Linked DNA regions of Mus musculus: region 1 is linked to region 2. Evidence: chromatin contacts called from public HiChIP or PLAC-seq data. All regions are on one chromosome and are shown on one strand. Each heading gives the region's core, a stretch centred on a gene start, on an enhancer-like site or on the middle of the called end of the contact. The rest is flanking DNA. Distances are from core to core; before and after follow the strand shown. Region 1 holds the start of Abt1 (activator of basal transcription 1). Region 2 holds the start of Vmn1r-ps103 (vomeronasal 1 receptor, pseudogene 103).

Region 1 (6,944 bases), core at 3,790-6,289, 980 kb after region 2:
CTGTTGGAAGCGAAGTTTCAGAAGGTGCTGAGGAAGGCAGTCCATGTGATAGACCCACGACATGGGCTGGACTGAGGGAGGAGAATGGAGACAGGAAAAGTGGCTGGAATGGTAGGATCTTTGAGAGGCTCAGTCTCTGTCTTAGAGTTTAACTGCTGTGAACAGACACCATGACCAAGGCAAGTCTTATAAAGGACAACTTCTAATTGGGACTGGCTTACAGGTTCAGAGGTTCAGTCCATTATCATCAAGGTGGGAGCCTGGCAGCATCCAGGCATGATACAGGCAGAGCTGAGGGTTCTACATCTGAAGGCTGCTAGTGGAAGACTGACTTCTAGGCAGCTAGAGTGAGGCTCTTAAACCCCATGACCACAGTAGCACACCTACTCCAACAAGGCCACTCCTCCAAATAGTGCCACTCTCTGGGCCAAGCATATTCAAACCATGACAGTATTTTTAACCCCTAGATCTATTAGTAAACATCTTTTTGCAGTTTTTATACAGAAGACATGTACCAAAATGAATACTGAAACATTTTAAAAGATAAGGCATGTGATAGCTTGTGGATGCCTTTTCCAGGTAAGGATTTACCCTATAAAGAAAAGGAAGGTAAATTATTATTCTATTTATTTATTTAAGAATATTGAAACTAGGCCTCTTGATACAGGCCTCTCCTCACAGCAAGTTTTTGGGAGGCTGAGACAGGATTTCATGTTCAGAGCCTACCTGACCAAAGTTAGCTCAAAGCTAATTTGAGCAACTTACAGAATGAGTTCAAGGCTAAGTCTCACTTGAGTGAGGCCCTATCACAAAATAAGAAAGTTATAAAGAGCAGTCCCTAGGTCCAGTAATGTGGGACATGCAGAGATATTCCTTCTAAGGTGAAAGATAAGTTATTGCACCTGGCCCCTCCCACTACCAAGAAAAAAGCACATTTAGTGGGTCTATTTGGATTCTGGAGACAGTATATTACTCACTTGGGTGTGTTACTCAGGCCCATATACCAAGTGACGTGTGTGGGGCCTGAAACAGAAGGCCCTTCAACAGGTCCAGGCTACTGTGCAGGCTGCTCTACTCCTGAACCATATGATCAAGCAGACCCGATGGCACTTGAGGTGCTGGTAGCAGATAGAGATGCTGTTTGGAGCCTCTGGCAGGCCCCTGTAGGGAAATCACAGAAAAGACCTTTGGGATATTAAAGCAAAGCTCTACCATCATCTGCAGACAACTATTCTCCCTTTGAAAAACAGCTCTTGGCCTGCTATTGGGCCTTAGTGGAAACTGAACATTTGATAATAGGACACCAGAATCAGGTTGCAAGTTACCAAGCAACCTGAACTTGAACTATCCATCATGAGCTGGGTGCCATCAGACCCTCCAGTCGTAAAGTAGGACATACAAAGCAGCAGTCTATTATCAAATGGAAGTGGTATATATGTGATTGGGCCAGAGCAGGTCTTGAAGGCACAAGCAAGTTACTTGAAGAAGTTGCTCAAATGCCTATGGTTTCTACTCCTATTACAATGCCATCTGCTGCCAAGCATGTGCCTATAGCCTCATGGGGTGTTCCTATGATTGGCTGACTGAAGACTAGGACCTGGATTTCTGATAGCTCTATACGTTATGCAGGCACCACCCAGAAGTGGACAGCTGCAGTATAATCCCTTTCCAGGGCAACCCTGAAAGATACAGGTGAAGGAAAATCTTCACAATGGGCAAAACTTCGGGCAGTACACGTGGTATTAGTTTGTTTGGCAAAAGAAATGGCCAGATGTACAACTGTTTACTGACTCATGGTTTGTAGCCAATGGATTGGCTGGATGGTCAGGGATTTGGAAAGATAACAATTGAAAATTGGTGAGAAAGACATCTGGGGAAGAAGTATGTGGATAGATATTTCCAAGTGGGCAAAGGATGTGAAGATATTTGTGTCCCATTTAAACACTCACCAAAAGGTGACTTCAGCCAAGGAGGAGTTCAATAATCAAGTGGATTAGATGACCCGTTCTGTGGACAGTCAGCCTCTTTCCCCAGCCATCCCTGTCATTGCTCAATGGGCACATGAACAAAGTGGCTATGGTGACGGAGATGGAGGTTATGCTCGGGCTCAACAACAGGGACTTCCACTCACCAAGGCTGACCTGGCTACGGCTGCCGCTGAATGCCAGATCTGCCAATAGCAGAAACTAACACTGAGCCCCAGATTCTTTGAGGTGATCAGCCAGAAACCTGGTGTCAGGTTTACTACATTGGACTACTTCCTCCGTAGAAAGGAGATCTCTGAGTTCAAGGTCATGTGGGACAAAGCAAGTCCCAGATCCAGGAATGGCGGCACACACCTTTAACCTGGGCCACATCTTCTAAGGAGACCTACATAATGACATTGGAAGAAGGAAGACCCTCCTTCACCTGCTTGTCTTGTGGGACTGAGCAACTGCTAGACCCTTGCACTTCCATTCACAGGTGCTCCTGACCACTGTTGGGAGTTAAGACTACAGTCGGTAAACCATCAACAAATTCCATTACTATACAGAGACTACCCATAAGTTCTGTGACTCTACAGAACCCTGACTAACACAGGAGCATTGGGATCATATCTGATAGAGTAACTGAGATTCATGGGTGGAGGAGAATCATGCCTGTGCTAAAGTAACTGAGCGGCATGTATGGCTTCAAAAGAAGTTGAAACTTACTTAATGAAAAACTAAAAAGCATATAAAAATAAATTATTTTTTATTTTCAAATATAAGCCTCAAATTGGACCTCTAATCCAATTCCTGCTAATTCAGCCTTCCACCACAGTGAACAAACACCACAGACCACTACCCTAGTGGAGGGCAAGTCCACTCTTTCAGTCAGAAACTGTTAGCTGTCCACTGAGAAAGAGGCAGGCAATCAGAAATCAAACAAAACACAACAGGCACCTCCAGTGGTCTTCACCCTGGATAGGACGAGTAAGGTTCTCAGGCTGGCACTTACAGGATTTGTTCAAAGTAGGTAAAAGACACCAACAAAAGGCCTTTACCAGACTCTTGGTGTGTGGAATAGAGAAAACATCTGCCTAGATGGTCACACTCTTCAGGAAGCAGATCAGAATGGCGCAGGGCTGGTAGGTATTTCTTCCATCACCAGGAGTCCCTTATTGACTACGGTTTTTCCTTGCTCTCTGCAGGTAGAGGGGCTCCAAAGATCTTGGCAAGGAGCCCTCTGTTGGATCGGGCCTGGTCCTCGACATTAGCCAGCCGTGCTCTTTCCCGCCCTCCTGGCCGTGCAGCTTTCCGGGCCCTAAACTCCTGCTCAGTGGGACGCTGGGTGAATGTCCAGGAGCTATTTGGCCGAGTAGCATCCCCATCAGCTGCAAGGAAGTGTTGTCCCTGTTCTACGTTTCGAAGATAGAAGTCAGTCTCTCTCTTTGCTTGGGCGACCTCTGCTCTCAGGCGTTGCCTTCGTACTTGGCGCTCAAAGGCAAGGTGTTCACTGAGGTGGGACCAAGTAAAACGATGCAAATACTGTGAGAAGGAAAAGAAGAAAAGGTCACGGTAGGGAAGGTCGGGAGAAGAAACTGGGAGCTGCTCAGAGCTAGCAGGAAGGATGGGGTGCCTGGACTAGAGCTGGAGGGGGGAATGAAGATGTGGCAGACAAACTGAGAACCTCACCTTGAGGTTCCACAGGTCATAACGGAAGGGGCTGCGCTTGCGGGCGCCCATGGGCGTGTTATGTAGACTGGCTGCCACTCGCTTGGCTACACGCTTGTCTCGGAACTCCACCCAGCCTTCGGTATAGTCCTTGCTGTACTTAGCTCCCTTCTTTCCTCCTGCGGCCGCGGCTGCCTTCTTCTTGCGTTTCACAAAGTGGTCTGTAGGCCAAACACAATGAACATCCCATCAAGCACCCACTGAGACACACCTCAGTTTAGCCGTAAGCCACACCTGCTGGTTTAGGCGCTACTTTACAGGGATTGATGAAACACGGCTGTCTGTAAGGGGCAGCTCCTCCTTTCCTTAATTCATGCCTCCCTTCAAATGACAACTTCTTGAACATTAGAACAGCACCAAGAACAACACCAGTCCCCACCTCCATTTCCAAGTTGTGCATGTCAAGAGGTGGAAGAGAGCCAGGCATGGTAGTGCACGCCTTTAATCCCAGCACTTGGGAGGCAGCAGCAGGCGGATCTCTGAGTTCGAGGCCAGCCTGGTCTACAGAGTGAGTTCCAGGACAGCCAGAGCTACAAAGAAACCCTGTCTCGAAAAACAAACAAACAAACAAACAAACAAAGGTGAAGAGGCTGAAGGAGGCTAATCATACAGTTTCAGGGACTATTTGAAAATTGAGAGGGCTGGAGAGATGGCTCAGTGGTTAAGAGTACTGACTGCTCTTTCAGAGGTCCTGAGTTCAATTCCCAACAACCACATGGTGGCTCACAACCATCTGTAATGGGATCTGATGCCCTCTTCTGGTGTGTCTGAAGACAGCTACAAAAAGTAGTAAGTAAATAAAATTTTAAGAAATAGAAAGAAGAGAAGATCGTGGGTCTCTTTCAGGCCTTATTAAACCACTCTCTCTATCCACTCACCCTCTCCATTTCCCTTCCCCGCCCCTGCCTGCCACCTAAAGGACGTGAGTACTACACACTTAGCAGCTAGGAAGGGGCCACAGCCTTCCAAGAGCCAGCACCCCACGCCTCATTCGTGTACAGCCAAGAAAATGAGTCGCGCCCGGCTGCCCGCATCGTCACCTCTCCTTTCGACGCAGGGCTTACCCTCGGCCTGGAAGAAAACGCGTCCCACCTCGCCGTAGGCGCTGAGCAGGTTGCGTACGTGAAGGGGCCGGAATCGCGGCGGGACGTGGCCCAGGTACACAATCCCCGGAACTACCTTCTTCTTCTTCTTGCTGCTGCTGCTGCAGGCCGTGTCCTCGGGCTCCTCCTGATCCTCCGCCGCCTCTGCATTCGCCTCTTCCTCCATCGCAGCCTTTTGCTGCTCCACCAACTCTCCCGCTTTCACCATGGCAAGATCTGGGGAGCACGACAGCCGTGAATCTGTCGCCATCTGATGACGCACATCCTGCGAGCCAATCTGCGGTCGGGGCCAAGAAATGACGTAAATCCTGGGTGCGGAGGGGCGGGGCAGAGACAGACTGGGCGGGGCGGGAGGGGCGAGGCCAACAGACTGGACTGAGGAGAAGGGTTGGGAGCCGCAGGACCTGGGTCCCGGTAAAATACTTCCGTCGCGCGCAGCCCTCATCTGAGGCAAGCTCTCACGGAATATTTTTATTTTTTTTACAAATGTGCATGAATGATTTTTGCCTCCATGCATCAAGAGCGTACCCTGGTGCCTCTCGTGGGATTTTTACAGAACAGAGTGTTGAAAGAGTGTGTTGTAGAGACCAAAACAGCATTTTCTTCCAGGTCTGTGGTGCGAATGTGGTTGAAAGGTTAACACACATTTTAAAAAGTTTTATGAAGTTCAACTTGTAAACTTCAGTCTGAGCCTTGAAGTTTTAATTATTTGAAGTTTCAACATATTATTTGAATTTTTATTTTATTATTTGAATTATATGAAGTTTTAACATTTTAAAATTAAAGTTTTTGAAGCAGCTTATAAATTTGCACGCATTCTTTTGGGATTTTAATTGGAGTTGCGGTTTTAAAATTTTAAACGCGCCTTTAGTAATTTTACATTTCACCTTGTGAATACTTAAATCTGTAACTGTTTGAGTAAAAAGCTGAGTACTATTGTGTTCGAATCTGTGCAAGTTGATGAGCGAAAGGTCCGGGTTGCAGGTCTCAGCCTCGGACCAGCCGCCAGGGGGCGCGGTCCGCACATCAGCAGGCCGCCTCGCTTTTGGGACCTACACGCCAGGGCCAACGCAGAGGCGGGCCACAGCAGCTGATGACGCTCGAGCGATGATGCCTCTGCTAGAAATGATGTACTAACCTCCCCTCCTGCTTAACGGACGGACGGAGAGCAGGATGATCCTGAGGACTCAAGTTGTCCCTCGTCAAGGCCCTACATAATATTTTATCCTTCATCATCACGATGACATATAGAAGACAGGGCAACTGTGTCCACAGACTCTGGGCGTTATTTGTAAAGCTGAGGTGCTTCTGAGGACCTAATAACTAAACCTGACTTTGGGGACTTGCATTGAAGAGAACTTGCTGTTGGTTACCTCTGCTCCTTTTATGAAAAGTGAATATGGAGAGAAAAGACCCCTACTTTTAACTTTTAACTGACTACTTCACCAACAATGATGACACTTGAGAGCGTCTTATAGTTACTTCAAAACATTGAGAACTGGGGGAGGGGCACATGTAAAGAAGACACAAGAGTGTGGTGGCTAAGTGGCTTTCTGTACTTTGCACGTGCTTGAAATTATTGTTAATGAAATATTTGTACACATTAAATGCCAAATAAATGCCAAGTAAACTGGAAGTCGGGGCAATCCTGTAATCCTCAGCTCTTGGGAGATGGAGAAGAAAGGAAGTTCCAGACCAACCTGGGCTACAAGAGACCCTTTTAAATTTTAATTTATATATTAAAATTATGTATATATATGAGCATAGAGAGGATCGTGAAGAATCATTGAGTCGTCAATGAGTGAACATGCGAAATAGTCGTGCCAGGTATCTTTTCATCGTTACGCCTTCCCATGATCCAGTCTCGATTTCGTAAAATCTAAGTGCTCCCACCTTAAGTGTACCTGAAGTTTATTTTTACCTCAAATCCTACAACTGCGTGTTTCAAGTGACATTGGTACACTGGAAACCCTTAAAAGCCCTAGGATTCTCAGTATGGTGATATCTTTTCAAAAGATCGTTCCTTCGAGCCGGATTCGAACCAGCGACCTAAGGATCACTATTCTAGTAACTCTACAGTCCTCCGCTCTACCAACTGAGCTATCGAAGGAAGACGCCCAGCTACCCTTTAGGATATGTAAAATAG
Region 2 (6,552 bases), core at 132-2,631:
AAGGTCTTCGAGCTTTAACCTATCATGGGAATATCCATCCATCTAAACAGAAGTTTCTTCTCTTTTTTTAAAATTAATTTCCTTTAGCATTCCCAAATAATGGAGGAGAGGAGTCACTTCTCTATCCTGTAATAGTCTATTTCAATAGAAATGAATGACTTATTAGAAGTACCAGCAGGAAGGAAAGCAGGGAACAAAGGCACTCGAAGTCCTCAGAACACAAAAACCTATGGAGCCACTGGAGCATCTTGATTCCTTTCATTCTAGAAATGGTGCCCAAAGCTTACTAAAAATATCTGAGATATGAGAATGGAGTGCCACAACCTGAACAATAACATCCTGCTGAGGTTTAAGTTCTAAAATCAGCTCAGACTGATATAGAACAAAGCAGCCTGCCTAACAAACAGGTTGGAAAGAAACAGGAAGAGTAGCAGGCTGTAAAGCAAACTCTTAATATCTGCTACTCACATGGCAAATGTTGCCATGAACACTTAGATGGGAGAGTCCCTGCTCACAACTGTATACCTCAACCTACTGTGGTCATTCAGCCATATTGAGACCTCATAACTCATAAATCACACTCATCAATTGGCATCAGCTAACACTTCATTAATCTCCTCCCCCATCCCTCTCATCAGTAGGAAGCATCCCAGGGTTCTACCGGGCACTGTCCATGGCTACAACATGGTGGTTACATGAATTTTTCACTCAGGCTTTTAAGAACATCTTCCTGTGATTCAGATTTAACTGTGGGACTTTATCTAGAAAGTTTACACAATTTGACATGACACTAAGGACTACTTTTTAAAAGTATCTAGTAAACATTCATACAGAGCAAAATCAATCAATGATCAATATAAAAAACCTAACATATTGATATAGAAATTGAAGTTATAAACCTTTGAATTCAAATGCCATTCTAGAAATTGTTGGCTTTTCAAGATGCAGATAAGAAAGGAATATTGAACAAAGGAGGAGAGATGTTGCAGGTTTTGACTAGAAGGGTTTCTCAGGATCTGTGTGTGTTGTAAGGAAGGTAGTCAGATTCAGCATGAGTCTCAGGCTTTGGGAATTGGGTGAGAAAATATGTTCAAAAAATTTCAACATATATACAGATGTTGGAATTCAATTCAACAACACACAGAAGTAACAAAGATAATGCATACATTTTACAAATGAATACATACAAACACACGAACACACATGCAAAGAAACTTGAAGAAGTCAATGTTTCTAGAGTAAAGCTCAAAAATAATCTCCTTTAAATCTTAGCTTTGAATACCAGTTAATAATATCGTCTATGAGACCATGCAAAATATCCCACAGACCACAGGATAAAAGAGAAGTTTCAGAGACCTAAGCTGCAATATTACCTGTGTCCATGACTGCTTTTCAAACTCAAGAAAATGCTACTGTGCAAATTTGCTGTTCATACACATATCTAGCATTAAGGAGGCTTTCTTCAGAATGTGTTTGCATCCTGTATACAAGTTTTTCACCTAGGAAGGAAGACATGGTTTTGAAGTACATTGAGGAAATTATTTTCCCCTCCATGACAGTGCTTGGCACTCTGGGGAACATGTCTGTTTCTGTGAATTTTATGCTCAGTTGGTGGGGAAGCCCTGAGAAGAAGCCCATACACCTTATTCTCATCCACTTGGCCTTTACAAACATCATACTCCTTCTTACAAAAGGACTGCCCAAGGCAATAGAAACTTTTGGTATTAGAAATTTTCTAGATGACATAGGCTGCAAGATAATTGTTTACCTGGGGAGAGTGGCCCGGGGCCTCTCCCTCTGCACCAGCAGTCTCCTCACTGTGGTCCAGGCCATCATCATCAGTCCCAGAGCATCTGGGTGGAGGAGGCTCAGGCCAAAGTCTGCACAGCACATCCTTCCATTCTTGCTATTCTTTTGGATACTCAATGGTTTAATAAGTATGAACCTAATACATTCTATCATAAGTACAGGTATGAATATATCACAGCATAAGAATAGTGACAACTATTGCTATTTTATGCAAGAAAGTCAGGAAATAAAATGGATTGTTCTCCCTCTCATGGTCCTGAGAGATGCAGTGTTTCAGGGTGCCATGGGAGGGGCCAGTGGCTACATGGTATTTCTTCTCCACAAGCACCACCAGCAAGTCCTCTACCTTCAGAACTCCAAGCTCCTCTACAGAACTCCTCCGGAGCTGAGAGCTGCTCAAAGTGTCCTCCTTCTGATGCTCTGTTTTGTTTTCTTCTACTGGACAGATTGTGCCCTTTTTTCTAATTTTAAGTCTCTCTTCAAGGGACAATGCATTGATGGTAAATACTCTAGAATTTCTGAGCCTTGGTTATGCAACTTTTAGCCCTTTTGTGTTGATTCACAGGGATGGGCTTCTGGTTGATTTTTGGCATGCCCAGATGGAGAAATTGAGAAAATGTCACTCTCATTTATTTGTCCAATAGGTGTCAGAAGATGTCAGAAGACTGTGGGTAAGATGAAATCCCAAAGCAGCTTGTGCATGTAATTATTTTCAAACACTCTTTCTGGTGACTCACAGCCTTGAACTGAAAGAAAGACCTTAACAAATTACACTGATATAGACATCTCATTCTCTATTTTCCACTCTTGGAAGGATATTTAAAACTTTTCTATGTTTAAACTAAAGATTCTCTGCTTAGTTTCTTAAATTTGATCCATGCAATAAGACAGTAAAATGATTCTCATAATCCAAAGAACACATTCTTAAAAATATTTCTTGATGTAATGATTTAACATGAAATTGATGGATTTTTAAAAGAATGTTTATGTCTTAATTACAAAAATTTCTCAGTCACATCTGACTAGACAGTTTGGTACTTCATGGCTCTACTTTACAGTAGAATGAATAAGTATTAATATTTTGCTTAGCTGCACTTTACACAAAATATTTAAGTAAATAATATGTATTATTTTGTGCTATAGTCAATTAAATAGCATGATTATATATCTTTTTATTTATGTATATGTATATTTGTTAATGTATATCATAGGTATTTGTACAGGTGCACACATAGGTCTGAAGAGAACTTTAGGTCCCAAGGAGCTAGAGCGACCAGTTATCATGAGTCCTATCATGTGGGTGTTGAGGAAACAGAGTTCTCTGCAAGAGGATCATGTCTTTCCACCATCCCTTCAGCTCCTTGTCTTTCTGATGTAAATGAGACTTGTCTGTAGGTTACATCCATTGCTCATGTTATCCTCACAGCTCTTATGTTAAACCTTTTTCTAAGTATCTGAAATAAAGAACCAAACCAATAAAGCATCTTCTAAGTCAATCTTTGTCATTTGACTCAAAAGGATGTGATATAAAAACATGGAGAAGATGTGAAGAAAGATGTGTTTAATCTGAGTGATGGAGTGGTTGTTCAACATTGAGATAGACAGAGGACATGAGAGATGACTCAGAGAGTAAAATCACCTGCTGACACCTAGACAGCCTGATCTATCTCTGAAGAAAAAAAACTGACTCCTACATGCTGTCATCTGACACCCACATGCATGCTCACACACACACACACACACACACACACACACACATACACGAACACCCATGGGAACATACAAAATTAACTTTACATTTCATTTTACAAATTAAAAAAACAGTAGACAGAAGATGTAAAATCATTGATTCAGCGTGAACAAGGATGACCTGGACTCTGAGTGGCACACAGAGTTGATATTTTAAATTTCTCTGTAAATTTAGAGTAGATTGGAAAACAATAAAATAAAATCTTGGTCAGAACATAATTTAAAATTTTAATACATGATAAAATAGTAACAATTCTGAATATGCAGCAGAGAGTGAAGGCCACTTGGTAATGGAATTAAACTGTACCCTTCAGATACCTCCCCAGAGATTTGGCAATTGTATTAAAGTAAACATCACCTCACATTTCATTTCTTCATGCTGGATGCATTGTGTGTCACTACCATTGAGCTGTGGGGTATTTTGGTAAATATAATAACTCAGCTTCTCATAGACAAATACCAGAAGGCTTATTCCTAATGTCTTTTCCTTTGTTTTGCTTAATTGAATGAGTATTTTAACTACTCCTAAGTTTCTATTTAGAGAACAATTCCTTGATAATATATATTCATGAGTTTGAGACCATCGGATATGCAGTTCTCAGCCCTCTTGTCCAGAGATGGACATCAGGTAGAATTTCATCATGCACACTTGGAGACACAGACATTGAGAAATGTCTCCTTCATTTACATTGTTAACAAATACATTTGAAAGAACTCTGAGTTCTGTGTGAAACAAAATCTCATCCCAGTATCATAATCAAATGATTTTCACTTTGAGCAGACCTAACATTCAGTCACTTAGAGTGACATGGACACCTCATTCTCCATTCTGTCTCATATGGAGTGATTTAATAAAGCACTTGATATCGCATCTAGAATAATATGAGAGTTCAAAAAGATCAAGGGATTACACAAAGGAAAATAAGAATTCAAAGTATATTCATCTGCAGATGATATGTTTTTATGCATAACAGACCTTATTCCTCTACCAGGAAGCATCTATAACTGATAAACACATTTACTAAAGTAGTAGGATTAAAAAAAATTAACACACAAAATATTAGTCAAACAGGGAAATAGTACCTTTTACAGTAGACTAAAAAGTATCTTGTGATAACTCTAATTATGGTAAAGATTTGGTTATTTTCCTTCTTAAAAGCTTTAAGATTTTGAAGAAAAAAATGGAATAATATTGAAAGACTCTCCCATACTTATGGTTGTATAGGATTAATATTATAAAAAGTGGGCATCCTGACAAAAGCAAGGTACAGATTCACTGCAGTTTCCCCCCAAATTCCAACACAATTCTTCACATAAATTTCTTTTCAATCTTCAAATTTATATTTAAATTAAAAAAAGACAGGTGAGTTTAAACAATCAAAATTAACAAAAGAACTGATGGAGGTATCTCTATCTCAGATTTCAAGTTGTATTACAGAGCTATAGTAACTTAAAAAATATCCACCCACAATAATTTGGCATAAAGACAGACATGTTGATCAATGAAATCAACTAGAAGACCCAAACGTAAGGCTACTCATCTAAGGACAACTGATTTTTTAAAAAATATATTTTCTTTATTTACATTTCAAATGTTAACCCCTTTCCCGGTTTCACCCCCCTCCTGGTAATCTCCTATCCCATTCTCTCTTCCCCTGCTTCTATGAGGGTGTTCCTCCACCTACCTACCCATTCCCACCTTCTTGCGCTCAATTCCCCTACACTGTGGCATCTATCGAGCTTTCATAGGACCAAGGACTTCTCCTCCCATTGATGCCTGACAAGGCCATCTTCTAATACATATGCAGCTGGATCCATGTGTTCTCCTTGGTTGATGGCTTAGTCCCTGGGAGTTCTGGGTGTGTGTGGGGGGGTCTGGTTGGTTGATATTGTTGTTCTTCCTATGGGGCTGAAAACCCCTTCAACTCCTTCAGTCCTTTCTCTAATTCCTCTATTGGGGACCCCATGCTCAGTGCAATGGTTGGCTTCTAGCATCTGCCTCTTTATTCGTAAGGCTCTGGCAGGGTGTCTCAGAAGACAGCCATATCAGAGTCCTTTCAGCATGCACTTCTTAGCATCCACAATAGCATCTGGGTTTGGTAACTATATGGGATGAATCCCCTGGTGGGACGGTCTCTGGATGGCTTTTCCTTCAGGCTTTGCTCTACATTTTTTCTCCATATTTACTCCTGTGAGTATTTTGTTCCCCGTCTAAGAAGGGCTGAAGCACCCACACTTTGGTCTTCCTTCATCTTGAGCTCCATGTGGTCTGTGGATTGTATCTTTGGTATTTGGAGCTTTTGGGCTAATATCCACTTATCAGTGATTGCATACCATGTGTGTTCTTTTGTGGTTGGGCCACCTCACTCAGGATGATATCTTCTAGTTACATCCATTTTCCTAAGAATTTCAAGATCAACCCTTACATTTTTTACTCATCCCCAAGATCTAAATAGTCTTTGCAAATTCTTTAAATTTCAATCCCTTTAAAATAGCCAATCTCTTTTAAAATTCAAAGTCTTTTTTACAATTAAAAGTCTCTTAACCGTGGGCTCCACGAAAATACTTTTTTTCCTTCAAGAGGGAAAAATATCAGTGCAGAGTCACAATCAAAAGCAAAATCAAACTCCAACTGTTCAATGTCTGGGATCCACTCATGATCTTCTGGATTCCTCCAAGGGCTTGGGTCACTTTTCCAGCTCACACCTTGTCTTCTAGGCTCCAGCTGCCTGTACTCTATGGATGCTGCTGTTCTTGGTGATCATCTCATGGTACGGGCATCTACAAAACACTGTCTTCTATTGTAATTAGGCTTCAACAAAAGCCTCTCATAGGTTCTCTTCATGGTGCCGAGCCTCAACTCCTTTGCATGACCCTTTCAGTCCTGGGCCATCAATTGCAACCGAGAATGCACTTTTACCCATGTCCTTCCACAGCCTTTCACAGTGTGGAGCCTCATCTGTTCTACATGACCCCTTCATGCCTTCAACCACC

Evidence for each region. HiChIP or PLAC-seq counts read pairs in DNA pulled down with a chosen protein or histone mark.
Region 1: an H3K4me3 HiChIP or PLAC-seq map of the 230-238 cell line shows a contact between it and region 2, with 7 times the contacts expected there. The contact joins the promoter of Abt1 here to the promoter of Vmn1r-ps103 in region 2. A contact is called at or near these places in 2 of 39 promoter capture datasets (embryonic stem cells and hippocampal neurons) and 2 of 115 datasets of contacts at active chromatin or transcription factors (the 230-238 cell line and embryonic stem cells).

The regions. Positions count from the first base shown.
Region 1 is chr13:23,418,827-23,425,770 of GRCm38.p6, forward strand. Abt1 (activator of basal transcription 1) reads right to left here and starts at 5,040. Exons shown (of 3, transcript NM_013924.3): 1 at 4,760-5,040; 2 at 3,657-3,856; 3 at 1-3,509. The coding sequence starts at 5,006. The coding sequence ends at 3,147. It overlaps n-TYgta3 (a tRNA gene), which reads right to left and starts at 6,908; the gene lies at 6,820-6,908.
Region 2 is chr13:22,439,891-22,446,442 of GRCm38.p6, forward strand. It overlaps Vmn1r-ps103 (vomeronasal 1 receptor, pseudogene 103), which reads left to right and starts at 1,382. Exons shown (of 1, transcript NM_134211.2): 1 at 1,382-2,353. The coding sequence starts at 1,382. The coding sequence ends at 2,353.